2 separate regions of the Lactuca sativa genome follow, and region 1 is linked to region 2. The links are chromatin contacts, called in public Hi-C maps. All regions are on one chromosome and are shown on one strand. The core of a region is the stretch at or near the end of the contact, and the rest is flanking DNA. Distances in the headings are between cores, read along the strand shown. Region 1 holds the start of LOC111878764. Region 2 holds the start of LOC111878775 (LOB domain-containing protein 15).

Region 1 (2,919 bases), core at 161-2,660, 140 kb after region 2:
TTGAAAAAATTAAATATTTTTTTATGTTTAAAATAAATGTTTCATTGAACTTTTATGGAGTTACATGTATTGTACGAAAATGTTGTTTTCGAAAAACAAAAAATTATTGTGCGAAAATATAATAATTAAAGTTGTATGAAAAATAGAATAGGAACGTTTTAACTTCCTGTATAGTTGAATATATTATAAATACCACAACCAATGCATTCTCCACAAATAGTTCCACCCTAAACTCCAAAATATTTGTAATTATAGTACCTGGTAAATCTATAATATTGTGTAACATAATTAACCAAAAGATACAAACATGCACGATTACATTAGATCAGTTTACGATTAATTAATTTAAGAAGATCACAATGGGTAAATGCACATACAAAAGTAAAATCACCATAAGCACCCCAAGTGAACTTTTAAATATCAAATACCACATTTTAGCAATTAATCAAGATTCAAGATACACACTAAAATCAATAGCCACAATAGTGATTCACCATTCATGTACATAAGGAAGATGTGATCATATCTTAATCACCATTGGTGTTCATACTAAAAAACCACAATAGTTCTGTAAACTATTGATCTTAATTAGATCTAAAAGTAATGCATAACGTATAGTTATTCTACTTTTACAACATCTTTGTGAAAAAAAGGAACCATCTTTGCATTTATTTCTCGACTTCAAGTATCGAAGGTGTAAATTAAAGAAGTTACAAAGCCGCCATATATATATGGTTGATCTTCTTGCAATGATCCTACTTTGCACCACGCCTGATACGGAAACAAAGAGTTGAAACAGGTGATTTGGATCTATCTTGATCCTCAAATGATTTTCTGCGGCTCTCCATGGTCAGGGTGTAAGGAGATGATGCAGAATCTGAATACGACAAAGTAGAGAACAAAGAAGACGATTCCGATGAAGCTGGTGAAGCAGGAGAATTATAGGGCTTTCTAGTAGGTGTCATGAGCCTAGGGAGGACAGCATGTAGAATACCACCACCTTTAGGTTTTTGGCTCTTTTTGTTGGGTGTGTTGGGAGAATTGAACAGAAAAGATGGTGGTGGTGTGAGTGGAGGAAGTGGGGTTTCACGAAATCGCACTCTGGGTGTACCTGGTTGGGATTCCCATTTAAATGGGACTCCAACAGGTGCACGACCATAATACACTTCTAGAGAAGAATGGTGTATTGCCATCTCCATTGATGAACGCCTTGAACTGGTTGAGAATCGCCTATCATCCCTTGTTTTGATGCTCATCGCGGGAACATCAGATCTTCCTGAAAGGGTTTTCATCTTTTCTTGATGACTTGAACCCTAAGTCACCCGAAAAATATTTGAATTCTTTACAAAAGAATGGATGAAAGAGGTACGAGTTTGGTTACTTAAATATAGTTAAGTTCCCAATGCACATTCCTCATCTTACTCTCACTGACACTGACATGTTCAACCTTCTATATGAGCAGGTTCCTCTCTCTCTCTCTCTCATCATGTGAACATCAAGAAACAAGACTTTTGGATGTTTTTAATATTGAACAATGAAAGTTGAATCTAGAGTCAAACATAAAAGATGATATAATAAGCAAGATAAAGAAAGGGCACCTAAAATCTTGAAAGTATTAATGAGATATGCAGGTTATAGAACATGTGAGAGCGGCATTGTAGCAAAAATCGCTAATTCTTAAATGATAGGTGCATGTGCCATATGTTAAGCAGGCATTTTCTAGCGTGCAACATTAAAGCATTCAGTCAAATCTCTAATTCCCAGATGAAAAAAATACAAGTAAATGGCTTTTTGAATCTGTAATACAGTAATACGTTATTATATATGAAAAAAAAATACCTAGGTTATGACTTATGATCATTTTATATCGATTAAAAATATAAACACCATCGCACCTACTATCTGATTTAACCCTAGATCTGTGATTCTATTTGAGGTCAAACAGCTAAAGATTCCATGAAACAGGTGAAAAGTCTATATCCATAAAGTTTGTTTAATCACTTACTGATGATGCGCAAACATGCTAATATTTATCCGATAACGCAAGGAAATTGACTAGCTCAAAGTACATCGCTGTCACGTGATTTGATTCATCAACTTCCATGTAGCCAAAGCCATTTAATTACATATCGATAATATTCTACGACTACACATTGTTGATCAGTCATTTTCCATTCATTCTCAACATTTAATTCAAAGCAAAACGTAGCCTGTGAATTCTTCGTTCATAAGTAAGGTTCGGGAGATCGTTTGTGCGTCTTTCAGAACCTCAAGATGCATACAGCAGATATATACAATTAGAATTAGTACATAACCAACTCCCCAAGTTTATCCTATAATATATAGTTTGAATAGAACAGACAAACTACCAACAAATAAACTTACAAACTGTTGAAGTGTCACTGTCTTCTAGTATATCTGACCTAAATATAGTTAATAAGATGCTTCTTGATGTAAAGCTATCGATCCACGATTAAATAACAAAGTAACCAGCAAAATCACTCACCTATGACAAGAATAAGCATGCCAAGAATCAAGATGCATACGGCATGATACCACCATACACCGCCATTTCAATATTCAAATATCTTTAAAGTTATTTAATTTTGTTTGTTTTTTATATGTTGTTGTTCTGTAGTTATTAAAGTATTTTATTTGTAAAATGTTTAAATCTATTAGGGTGTATTTAATCATTTTTGCATATTTTATAAAAATATAGAAATCGGACCGTTTACCTGAGTGGAGTGTAATAGCTAGCCGTGCTCTTGCCTGCCCATGGATTCAACAACAGTTTGAAAGGTTAACCTATTCGGGAATCTCCAGATCTATGCTTATTTTTATCTCCCAAAGCATTTTGTCAGCTTACTACGCCCTTCCTCGTCTCCATGAAAGAAAGATTAATGATTCATATAAATCCCT
Region 2 (2,700 bases), core at 121-2,620:
ATGCAGCCATAGATTGGATCTCTTAGCCTAACATTTGCTTCATATACCAAACTGTTTGCCGCATCTGCTCTTTGACTTTCAGGCACCTCCTAACAAAATCAAATGAAAACAAGAGCTGTGGATATAAACCCTAAATGAAATCGAAAAATGGTTCATCTAATCGGCTCCTTCAAAATTTTGAAGCTTATTCATTCTACAGTTTAAAGGTCGTTAATCTCACTCTTTGTGTTCTCGTTAAATAACTAATCGGACCAAAAATGGAACAAAAACTAGCAATTCAGTATCCGAAGTATCCAACCGATCGACTCTTTAATCCAATGATTAATTAAAACTCACTGTTAACATTCATGTGCATGTTTTTTTTTTTTTTTTTTTTTACATTTCTGGTCGATCTTTAAAGAAAAAAAAAAGGAAGAAAAACTCGCATCTTTCGGCGTAATTATTATCGAATCTGAGTGTTTCAAACAAATGGTTGTCTATTTAAGACTCATTCACACCGTGTGCGTATTTTCTTTGTTTTTAGCTGTTTTTCATGAAAATGATAGGGAAGAAAAGTTTGCAATTTTTGGTCCAATTAGCATCTAACTAAATCTGTAAATCTGATACTTTTATGTTCAAACTCAATGCTGTGCGTTATTTGTTTGGTTTCTAATTTCTTTGTAAGAAAAATATTCGGAAGGAAAAAGTCGGCTAAATGATCAAAAAACTTGAAAAGATCTAAAAACAACACCTGATTAGATTCAAACTCGAGACTCTCAATTTAGTATCGGTAAGTTTTAACCACATAAACAGATGGAAAGAACATACCATGAGCAACTTAGAGACGTTACTGGCACCAAAGATTTTGTGAACAGCAGCAAACTTATGAGGTTCATGAGGTGAGAAATAAGGTGAAAATGGACACTCTTCTGCACATCGTCTCCGCAAGAGCTTACACGCAGCACATGGTGTGATCGTGTTCAAAGTCCCTGGTGCTGGAATCAATATCTGTCTCCTCCCCATATGCCCCATCGTCGTGGTGTTTAAATACGCATCGATCTCTCTCTTTATCCTCTTACCAGCATCATCATAGAATTCCCTAACACCACTACCATAAAAACCAGAATTAGGAAACCATAAACAACAAGAAAGATGGATGCTTTTTATGATTGGTTTCTTGAAAAGGTCAAATTAATGAGGTGATCAAGCATGTAACTTCTTTGATCTCTGTGTTTTTAAAAGTAATTAGTAGATTAAAAGATGTTAATCTGCTTGAATAAGTTGATTTTAGAGAGGGATATTGATGTACCTTTCTCTGGACATTCAAGAAAACCTGAGAGAGAGAGAGAGAGAGAGAGAGAGAGAGAGAGAGAGAGAGAGAGAGAGAGAGAGAGAGAGAGAGAGAGAGAGGAGAGAGAGAGAGAGAGAGAGAGAGAGAGAGAGAGCTTTAAAGGCAAGGAAAGTGATATATATATATATATATATATATATATATATATATATATATATATATATATATATATATATATATATATATATATATATATATATATATATATATATATATATATACACCTTAAGATCACATTTTTAAAATTATGAAGTTTTGATTCACGGTTCATTTTATAGAAAAAGAGAATTCCTTAAAAACTAAGCTTCCTTAATCGTTGTTGATATATATATATATATATATATATATATATATATATATATATATATATATATATATATATATATATATATATATATATATATATATATATATATATATATATATATATATATATATATTCAACTATTCTAACTAATTATTGTACATCTATCGTAATCTATGAAAATGATAAAGAAAATATGTTGTTTGATAATATAAATACGTTCAATCTTACATAATTAAATCGTCGTTAACACACATTCTCACTAATTATTGTACATCTATCGTATGCTATTGTCATTAACACACATTCTCACTAATTAATTCGTCTATCAGGTTATTATACACTTATTATTATTATTATTCTCATTTCTGTCAGAATGTTGTCAGAATGTTTTATTGGGTCGTATTCTGTCAGAATTAAAATGGGTGAAAAACGATGTGTGAGAACAAAAAAAAAAATTAACGAGAATGCATGATAATGACAATATTCTTATAAGGTTGAACGTATTCGTATTGCTAAACATCTTATTTTCTTAGTAATTCTTATAGCATACGATAGATGTACAATAATTAGTTTGAATAGAATATATATATATATATATATATATATATATATATATATATATATATATATATATATATATATATATATATATATATAAGTTCAATAGAGAACCATTAATTAATTATTGGTTCTCCAAGGAACCAATTTTTTTTCCAAGTTTTAGAGTTTATTTTTTATCGAAAAAAAAAACTAAAAATATCTAAATTCATAACATAAAATTGTGAATGTTAAAAATATTTTTCGAATTCACCGTGTGAATTTAGATTCACATTGTGAATTTGACGAATTTTTTTTTTTAGAATTTGATATCATTGGCAAAAAGATAAAAAGTTATGAATTTTTGTATTTTTAGTTTTTTTATAAAAAATAAGTTCTAAAAATTGAAAAAAAAAGTGTTTCATTGGTTAATTATGGTTCAACCTCACCATATATATATATATATATATATATATATATATATATATATATATATATATATATATATATATATATATATATATAT

What was found. A called contact is a pair of places that touch in the nucleus more often than the background predicts.
Region 1: a contact with region 2 is called in a Hi-C map of leaf, with 7 times the contacts expected there. The contact joins the promoter of LOC111878764 here to the promoter of LOC111878775 in region 2. A contact is called at or near these places in 3 of 4 Hi-C or Micro-C datasets (bud, leaf and seed).

The regions. Positions count from the first base shown.
Region 1 is chr5:349,226,520-349,229,438 of Lsat_Salinas_v11, forward strand. It overlaps LOC111878764, which reads right to left and starts at 1,411. Exons shown (of 1, transcript XM_023875267.3): 1 at 507-1,411. The coding sequence starts at 1,292. The coding sequence ends at 756.
Region 2 is chr5:349,087,893-349,090,592 of Lsat_Salinas_v11, forward strand. LOC111878775 (LOB domain-containing protein 15) reads right to left here and starts at 1,371. Exons shown (of 3, transcript XM_023875284.3): 1 at 1,289-1,371; 2 at 808-1,087; 3 at 1-89. The coding sequence starts at 1,302.